2 separate regions of the Rattus norvegicus genome follow, and region 1 is linked to region 2. A link is a contact called in public Hi-C data. All regions are on one chromosome and are shown on one strand. The core of a region is the stretch at or near the end of the contact, and the rest is flanking DNA. Distances in the headings are between cores, read along the strand shown. Region 1 has its middle 97 kb from the start of Zfp706. Region 2 overlaps Ywhaz (tyrosine 3-monooxygenase/tryptophan 5-monooxygenase activation protein, zeta).

Region 1 (5,001 bases), core at 1,125-3,624, 320 kb before region 2:
CCATTTCTTCGCCATTGCTAGAAAGCAGGGTTGTCTACAGTGCAAACAGCCAAATTTTCAGCCCTGCAAGAAACTGTTGGGGATTTGATTTGTGCTTACGTGGGAATTCACATTTCCACTGCAGGTCCTGCCAACAGTTGGTTTTTTGACTTGTCAATAAAGAAGCAGTGGCCAATGGCTGGGCAGGGGGATAGAGGTGGGGCTTTTAGGATTCCTGGGAAAGAAATGCAGAAACAGGAAGAGGAATTCCACCTAGAGGAGGGCAAAGAAGATGGACCATATGGGGAAAGGTGCAGGAGGGAGAGCCCACCGACAAGTTAGAATCAGGGAAAGTGGCTCTAGGGGCCACTCCCCCTATTGGGTCTGGGGTAGCAGAGATGAAATAAAGATTTAGCAAGTATTAACTCTGGAACGTTGGAGGGGAGTGTGTTAGCCACACAGAAGTACAAGAGTGACCTATCCATTGAGTTAGCCAAGACATATTAAAATATTAAAGGTGTGTGTGTGTGTGTGTGTGTGTGTGTGTGTGTGTTTCCCCTGTCCAAGATCCAGAGCCTCTGGAGTAGGTGCTGTGAACGTGTGATCACCCCCCCCCCAAGCATAGAGAAGACTCTTTAATAATTTACCACAACAGATGGTATGCAAAATGGAAGGCACATACCCACTGTTGAAAATTACTTAGAGATTCTCAGATGGAGAACACACACCATGACTTAGATGAAGAGTTGGGAAGAATTGGCTTCTTAGTAGGCTACAGATTTTGCCCAAGAAATCCCAAGTGGGGATTTCTTCCTGTGGGTTTAGAACTAGTACAGAGAGTTTGGGCTCAGAGGTACTAGGAGCCCCTGCTTTGCAAAGAGACAGGCTACTTGAAAGTCAGTCAGAGACAAATGGTGGAAGTTGCCTGTCTCCTACAACCAGATAAAGAGATGAATGAAATTTGCTTTAATTGGTTTTAAGGATAGAAGGTAGTATAATGGTAATTGTTTAAATGCTCTTAAGTACGCACGGATATTGCAGTAAATCTCCAACCTCAATAAGTCCATGTAAAAACACACAACTCAGTTACAATTTTTATAAACTGCATGCTAGATCGGTCAGATTTATCACTACACTACTCTGTTCCCCAGCTATGAGACCCCTTGTTATTTGCTGCTTCTCTGGGTCATGTGGTTATCGATTCTCATCACAGAGGAAATGGATGGGTTCTCCACTTTAAAGGCCTAGATTTAAAGCTCGTTCTAATTTTATTGGCATTTGAGTTAATCATTGTAAACTCCCAAGTCTGAATTTCCTAATTCATAAACTAAGAAACACACACACACACACACACACACACACACACACACACACACACACACACACACACACACTGCACATACACAATGGTGTACTTCAAGCAGCTGGGTGTGTCAGGCATGCCTCTGACCAGTCTCTCTTTCCAGCTAATCTGTGGATTTAGCCCTTGAGGGAAATTTAGGCTAAACCTAGTTTACAGTTGCCCAGCAGATGGCGCTGTGGACCGGTCTCAACTTGAAGGTAATTTTAGGGACTTTCCCAACCCCCTAACAGCGGGCTTTTCTCTCAAAGCCTGGAGTCTGCATTGATAAACCCTCCTTCTCTCTGAAATCTTTCAAACGTTATTCATTCACCACAAGCCTGTGAGTGTGAAATGTACAAACTGTCTAGCTATGTAGCCGGTTGTCTGCAACAGCTCAGGGCTTTCCATGGCTCAGGCCTGATTCTAAGGACTAGGGGTAGTGGTAGGATGAAGCAGACAGTTAAGTCTACACACGTACAAGAGTTTTCCAATGGCTCAGCTAAACAACAACAACTACAACAGCAAAACGCTCTGGACGACTTGCTGTCCTCAAATGCTCATTGAAAATAAGCAGGCTTTTTGTTAGTTTGTTAGTTTTGTTTTTAGAAACCAAGATTCTCTGTGTAGTCCTATCCTGGACTGGCCTCAAACTCAGAGATTTGCCTACCTCTGCCTACAGAGTGCTGGGATTAAATGTGTGCGCCACCACCACCTAGCTAATCAGGAGGCTTTCAAGGGGCAGGTGGGCAAGCATTTAGGGGAAGTGACATAATACACAGAGGCCTGAATGTATGACTTCAGTCATACATTGGAATCATGTAGGCGAATTTAGTCCACTCTCATGCCTGGTTAACTGGTTTTGAAGGTCTGGGTTCGGAGGGATTTGAGTTTCTGTTCAGCCCCCCCCGGGGGGGGGCATTGACTGAGTAGCTAGACAGGACAGCATGCTCCTTGTCAGTGATCTCAGAGCAAAGTGTCCCAGCACTGCTGCTACTGCAGTCCTATAAACTGGGTAGCAGAGCTCGGTCAGCAGCTAGAAATGTCTGCCACTCTCTGGTTGCTGAGTCATCTTACTCGTTCCCTCTTTGGATTCATTCCCAAGGCCTGGTTAGGGAGCTATCCCAACATCACTCAGAGATGGGAACGCGGGCTTTGTTAGCAGACAGACTCATCCAAGGCCTCAGACTTAGAACTGATGTCAGCCCATGCTTCCTCCTTGGACCTGCACACCCTGCTTATTTATCCAGAGTCCTAGAGGGACAAGGAGCCCTGGTCCCTGAGACAGGAAAGAGCACTCGTGTGGCCTTGAAGCCGGAGGGATTCCAGGCCCGTGTCCGGGCATTCCTGCATTCTGCCTGTTTTCTTCGGGGGACATGACCCTCAGTGCCAGTGTCAGATGGACGTGATGACAGATGGACTGAACTGTCTGAAGGATCTCTGTGTCCTTCCCAGCTACAGACACCCTGTTTCTAGGATGCTGACCAGGAAAAGGTGGCTGGCCACACCCATCTGCCCCAGACTCAAAACTGCCTAGAGAGGTTAACTTGGCAGACCAAGGATAGGCGACTCCAATAAAAGAGCCCTTTCCATTTAAGATTTATTCTACTGTATGCATGCATGTGTGTCTTTCAAGGGGTGATGAAGGGTCCCCCTGAGGCCAGTAGAGGAGAGTGGATCCCCTGGCCCTGGAGCTACGGGTAGTTGTGAGCTGGTTTGGGGGCCCAGACATGGGTCCTCTGTGAAAGCACTCAACCACTGAGCCATCTCTGCAGCCCCTAGGAGAACACTTCATAGTGCCACCTCCCCCTCATTTGTCCTGGTCCCCAAATCCACAGTTCTCTTCCACTCTATCTGGTCACAGAAACGTTAAAAGAGAAGGAGTCCTCAAGAGAAAGCCAGGGTGTGGCACCACCACCAGCCCTCTTTTGCTGCTCTCCATAGCCAGCTCTGGGGCTAATGTCAAAGCGCCAACTGGACAACCTGTTCCCTGTCTGTGCTAACTTCCAGAGGCTGCCCACTGCTTCTGATTCTTGCCTCTCCCACTAGCCATCCTGGTCTCCTCCATCCCAGTTATAAGGGCCCTTGTGGTCACATTGTGTATGTCCAGGCAACGTGAGATAAGCACTTTGTTGCAGCATCCTTAACCAAATTCCATCTGCAAACTCAATTTGACTCAGTGACTCAGAGCTGCCTTCGTGGGCTTAGAAGGTAGGACATCTTTACGGCCCATTTTGAGCCTAGCACAGGGGAGGGAAAACCTACCAGACATCCAGGCTCACAACCACCTCACAGCTGTGCCCTCTCTGAAGATCTTCGTGAATGAATAGCTGACAACAGATACTGTGCTCCAGGAAATCTATCGCTGGCCATTCATTTGAGGGGAGGCATCTGGGAGCCTTTTGGCTAAAAAGCAGAAAATATGTAGCTCTCTTGTGCATATGGAAATTCCTTAAAACTGTGAGCGCCCATTCATAACTAGCTGGGCGATTATCGTCTTTACAGGAGACGGACGTTGTCTATTCTGCTTCAATTATGTTGGCTGTGTGTCTACTTGGACCAGATCCAAGTGTTAAGACTCATTTTGTCAGTTGAAGACCTCTGCTGCTGGGGTACTTGACTCAAAAGTAAGAAGTCCAACTGCCGGACTGGAAGGGGCAGGCACAGGGAAATGCCGTGTCTGGTAAGGCTTCGGGATTGGCCTGACTGGGTTAGAGACACGCGTACGGACAGTCAGGTAGGTCGTGCTCCCCCTGCTGGAACAGCCCGTTACTGCACAGCAACCCAGAAGCTCCGCATTTGTTTTTAAGTGCAGCACAGTGGAAGAGGCTAGCTAGTCTATATAGACCTCTGGAGGGAGCAGTCTCAGGCTGCAGTCATCCAGCAGGAGGAAGCTGCAGCTGCTCATTTCTGCCCATACTGCAGACATCTCCCTGAGAGAAAAAGGCTTTGTCATGCCTTGATTTCACCGGGTGAGGGAGTAGCGAGGGGAGGGGCGGGGTAGCGAGGGAGTAGTGGGGGTGGGGTGCCACTCCCCGTGGGTCTGAGGCTTTTTGAGTAGCTGTATCATGTCAACAACACTCTCTCAGAGCTTCCTCTGCTCCCCCACAGGGAAAGACCTGGGTTACTAAGAAAAGCAAAGCGCCCAAGTCATATGCCTGTCAGTTCCTTTCTGTTGTGATAAACTCAGTGAAGGAAGAGTTTCTGTTGGCTTACGGTTCTAGAAGGGAGACTCCATAATGGTGAGGAAGTCCTGGCCGCAGGCAGCCAGAGCAGGGAGCTGATAGATGATGACGTCTTCAACTACAAACACAGAGCAGAGAATGAACTAGTGAACTGAAAATGGGGCCAAGTTATAAACTCTCAAAGCCCTTGACCAATAACAAACTTTTCCACAGGCTCCATAATTCCCCTCAAACAATGCCACCAACTGGGGGCCGACTAAATATGTGAGCCTATGGTAGACATTCTTATTCAAATCACCACAGTGTTCTAATTGTCCCTACTAGATATATGAGCGAGGCCATTGTTCTTGACCAGAGCAATTGTCAGAGGGAGAATACCATCTCACGGTGACAAGGGACGTTCTCCCAGAACTCCTGATACACAGAGTGGTGAGTTATAGGAAAGGCAACACAATATGGAGCCCTATATCATGGGGTTCTTTGTTACACAGCAACAGA
Region 2 (4,960 bases), core at 1,636-4,135:
GACCCTCAGAGGATTTTGTTGTTTCAGACAAGGTCTGGCTGTATCCCTGACTGACCTCAGAATTTGTAGATATCTAGGCATGTGATACACTACACCTAGCTCTGTCTTAATGGACAAAAACAAATTATAATATCCCCCCCTTTTTTTTTTTTTTTTAAAAGACAGTATTTTGTATGTGTAATAGCCTGCCAGCCTGCCTGCACCACATTTGTCTGGGGCCAAAAGAAGCCAGATGAGGATATTGGATCCCTGGGACTCCAGTTGCATGAGCTACCATGAGGACACTGGGGGACTAGAAGCCGGGTTCTCTGTAAAAACAAGCCAGTGCTCTTAACCACTGAGCCGTGAAAAGATTCTTTTAGTGCTGTGTCTGGCTTGGTCTTTTCTCTATACTGTTAAATAACATTTTTTTCTTTTAAGATTTATTATGTATAAGTACCCTGTTACTGTCTTCAGACACACCAAAAGAGGGAATTCCAGAGCTCATTAAAGATGGTTGTGAGCCACCATGTGGTTGCTGGGATTTGAACTCAGGACCTCTGAAGAGCAGTCAGTGCTCTTAACCACTGAGCCATCTCTCCAGCCCTAAATGTTTCTTACAGTTATCTTCATAAAACTTTTCATTCTGCCTATTTGCTTGTCTTTGCCCAGATCCCACAAAGCCTTTGGCTTAAGCTGGTATTGTCCCTGATGGAAGGTTCACAGCTCTCATCTCTGACCTAAGGACTTCTGAGTCCTTACTTTCAATGATTCCCTTCCACTAAGGCCTGCAAGTAGCTGGAGGTAGACTTTGGGGAAATGGTCAGAACCTGGGGGTGAGGGAGGGACAGGTGTTGATGAGCTCCTCAGGATGTTTTTAAATAAAACTGCTTTTTAAGCCGGGAGGTTGCTCAGCAATTAAGAGCCACTTAGATCATTGGCTGATCTTCAGAAGGACTCCAGTTTCATTCCTATTGCCGTGGTAACTCAGAATTGTCTGTAATTCCAGTCCTAGGAGATCTGACACCTTTTCCTGGTCTCTGCTGGCACCAAGCATACATACATGCAGGCAGAATATCTTTATACAAAATAAATTTAAAGCTAATTAAAAATTGTTGCTCAGTTTAAAGTGACGAGCTTAGATCCCAGAGGCCAATTGTTTTGACAGTGTAAGCAACTTTACATTTAATTTCATGTACTTAACCAGAACCATGTTCTTTTCGGTAATGGCTTTCCTTTCAGTTACCCTTAGCTCTTGTCTGAGAGCATTGTCTTCAGACTGTTTCTTCAGTCATATCACAAAGATAATGAGAAGCCTTGCATGCCTAGCTTCTATGTTAGTTTCTGTACGGATTTTTATGGTTAAGGGCAGGTTTGCAGACTTCACGGCCCTGTAGTTAATATTTATTGACTGGCTGGCTGCCCATTTTTTGTAAACCCTGTGTCATAGAAGAGTAGATATAAAAAGCCTCTCCTTGTAAGTCTCAACTGGAGAGGGAAATGACTGTACACAAATAGAGGGGGCTCACAGGGAATTTACAAGATCTATAATGTGCGCAGGTTACAAACACTGTTAAAGGGTTGGGCTGGGGTGTGTGTGGCTCATTTGATGAAGGGGATGCACCTGGGTTCCATCCTTAGGCAGTGTAAAGGGCATAGTGGTGTTCGACTGTAATCCCAGCATGCCGCTTCTGGGTGATGGTTGAAGGGCCACAAGTTGAACTCCCTGTGTCATGTAGCTAGTTTCAAGGCTAGAGCCTAGGCCAAAGAGACTGTTGAAGGCCAAATCTTAGGTGCCATGCTCCTGTAATCCAGTACCTCAAGCAGGAAATAACAAATTTGAGGTCATATATAAGATAAAACCTTGGCTCTGAAAATGAAACTGTAAAAGAAACTGAGACTCACATTTAAAGGGTGCTGGAGAGTTGACTCAGTTGATAAAACATGTACTGTGTGAGCAGGAAGCCCCGAGTTCAGATGCCCAGCTCTTACTGAACTATAGTCCTCTCCTGGGGAGGCAGACCCACAGATTTCTGCCTCGCTGTACTGGGGTCCAGGTCTAATGACAGACCCTGTTCCAGAAAGAAGGAGGGAGGGAGGGAGGTAAAAGAAGGAAGGTGGAAGACAGCTAAAGTTGACCTCTTCCCTGTCTGCACACACAGGTCCATAATGGAAGCTTGGTAATGGGACCTTGTTTGTGAGGCCCAAGGTTATGCTGCTTGCAAAAGGGTCCTGGGGAGAGGGAAAAAACATGCTCAGGGGTGTCAGGGATTTGTCAACAACTGGTGAATTGGTGCCTGATTGTTATCTATATTGATTAGCAGTTACAGTTTGGGTGTGGCATTTGCCTGATGGTTGGTTAGTTATTTTGAGGCAGGCTCTCATTCTGTAGCCCAGGCTGGCCTTAAATAGAAATCCTACCTAAGTGCAAAGCTCCCCCAGGGTTGTTAAACAGTAGTTCCTCCCCATTCTGTTTTCCCCGAGTTACAGGGGTAATGCCTTCCTGAACAGATGATGGCAATGCTGTGCTGTCTCCCCTCTCCCAACTGGTCAAAGCAAAAAATGCATTCCATCAAGCATTAAATTTTGTAAAGATGGTTTGCTTATTAAATTTTTGGCATAGACTGCCATTTATGGTATTTTAGGGTGCAGCCCAAGGGATTATTAATGTATCAGCTCTCTTGTTGGTTTTAAGACATTAAATAAAGGTCTGCCATGTGCTTATTGCTGGGACTGCATTGGAGGTGATCACCCTCATCACTCTCCATATCCTCACATCCGCCCTTTAAAGGTAGCTGTGTCCATGTGACCTCACACACAACACTCAGTGTTGCCATAGGAAGCATCATTAGCATGTTTTGTGAGCACTTCACTAATTGGTTAGTTTGGAGCAACCCTGGTTACAATTTGGGAACAAGTGCCCCTTCAGCCACAAGGGGGAGTAAGAGACTAAACTCAGAAGCAGCAAGCCTGTTAAATTCATGGCTTAGCTTTCTGTTATATATTTTAAGAGAACTAGAAATGATGGTAAATTCTGTAGGTCTACAGAATAAAGTACTGGGGAAACTTTACGTGGGAAAGAATTGCCCAAGACTAGGAATGTGCACCATGTCCTCCTCTCTGGGGGTGTTTTGGTGTCATTGAGTGATGTGGCGATACACTAAAGTAGAGGAGTGGGTTTTGGAGTCACATTACAGTTGAGCTGCATTTTCAGAGTTTAGTTCATTAGTTTTAGGATCATTGTGAGGGTGCATGTAGCTGTGTGTATGACTAGTCTTGGATAGTGCACACTGGATTTGAAGTTGTAGTCCTGTCTCTACCTCCCAAGTGTTGGCACTTATGCCCAGATCTCTGTTTTTTGAAATAGGGTACAATTCATGCCAAAGCTCAGGCCAGTCTCACACTTGGCGCAGTCTTCCTCCCAAGTGCTAGGGCTATAGGCACAAGCACCAATCTGTTACCCTCCTGCAATTGATGCAGTGCTTGTTCTAAGTGTAGAAAGCGAGAGCTGTCTCCCCATGTTTACTCATGCATCACTGCTTCTGTGCTGCCTCTGGAATTTGAAATACATTTGCACCTAAACCACAGGACACTTCTTTACTGGAGTCAGTTTTCCTTCTTGGGGTGGGGGGTCTTAAGCATTAAAATCATGTCACCAGTCTTGGCACAAGGCCTTTAACCATCTTACCTGCTCTTAAATTTTTTAAGTATATTCGTGTTTTGTCCAAGTGTGTGTCCGTTCACTGAGTGGGTGCCTGGTGCCCTTGGAGGCCAAAGGAAGGTACTAGATCCCCTGGGGACTGGAGTTACAGATGGATGAGAACTGCCCTATGGGGAGCCTTGGCAGTCTGGAAGAGCGGCCAGCATTCTTAGGTACTGTGCCATCTCTCCAGCCTGTTTTTATGGTTTTAACCGGGAATCCAACCAAATTGTTTACTTACAGGTTTTTCTTAAATACGACATTGGACCACTGTTCTTATCAGATGGTTCCAGAATTCTGTTCCCTTACACCCTTGAATCACTGTCCTTTAGTTGGGCAGCTTTTCCATCTGCTTTTCATGGTTTTGGTCTTTCCCCCGTTTCCTGGTACACTGTCCTTTGATTTGGTTTACTTTTGTAATTCTTAGTTAGATACTTCAGGCTTTCTTAAAGTCAGAGGAGGAAATGTACTCTCAAATATCTAGGAAATCTGAAGGTTGATGATAGATTGGGGAACACTTAGCATATTGGGGACCACTTAGCATATTGGGGACACTTCTGGGATTAAAATGGAAAGCAAACTGAAGTTAATGTTGCAGTGAAACCGGGTGAGTGAAGAGTGATCCTTGTACTGCCTCAATGGCCAGTTCTCACTGGCCTTTGTTGCTCTAGAGTGAGTTCCCTTGGCTCAGGCAGGTGGGCAGACACTGCTCTGTGGCTGCTGCTCCTATCACGGGTGCTTGCCCGGCACCGCGTGTGTGTCGTCCTGGCGAGCACTCAGCATCAGAAACACAGATTTTTTTTTTTTTTGTCTTAGGAAACTACTAATTATCTGATAGTGTCAGCCTTAGTTTATATTGTATCTTAATTGTCTAAAAGTTAAATAGTGAGCTTCGTTTATTTTTATATTTGAGAAGTGGGTCTTTAAGGCACTAAGGTCATAAAAATTGTTCTACTGAAGGTTGTTGTAAAATTCTCTTTTTATTTAAAGTAGGCTGTTGAAAGTATGCATTCATTGTAATTCAGTCAGAACTTTATTTGAGCATCTTAGAAGCAGGCAGCATAATGGATTTGGGGGTTTGTTATTGTTGTGTAGCTTATAAGATTAAAAACCATGAGGTCCTACTACCATAACTACTGTAGGACTGGGGCATGATCACTTAAGCCCATGAATTCCGGTTTACACCTGGACAGTATTGAGGTTGTAGCTCGAGAAACAAAATTGACTGTGTGAAAGTGAAAAGGTGTAAAATTGTTTTAATAATTGTACCTACTCCAAGAG

The links. Hi-C and Micro-C count contacts between places; a contact is called where the count stands out from the background.
Region 1: a Hi-C map of psoas muscle shows a contact between it and region 2, with 2.2 times the contacts expected there. The contact joins two enhancer-like sites. A contact is called at or near these places in 5 of 12 Hi-C or Micro-C datasets (the Rat2 cell line, Schwann cells, frontal cortex and 2 more) and 1 of 1 datasets of contacts at active chromatin or transcription factors (oligodendrocytes).

The regions. Positions count from the first base shown.
Region 1 is chr7:70,153,879-70,158,879 of GRCr8, reverse strand. No RefSeq gene overlaps it. Among named protein-coding and RNA genes, the nearest start is that of Zfp706, 97 kb to the right of the region's middle. Within about 2 kb of position 2,374, at least 57 of the 93 cell types and tissues checked have an H3K27ac peak or open chromatin away from gene starts, as enhancers often do.
Region 2 is chr7:69,833,291-69,838,250 of GRCr8, reverse strand. All of the region lies in intron 2 of Ywhaz (tyrosine 3-monooxygenase/tryptophan 5-monooxygenase activation protein, zeta), which reads left to right. Among named protein-coding and RNA genes, the nearest start is that of Ywhaz, 13 kb to the left of the region's middle. Within about 2 kb of position 2,885, at least 19 of the 93 cell types and tissues checked have an H3K27ac peak or open chromatin away from gene starts, as enhancers often do.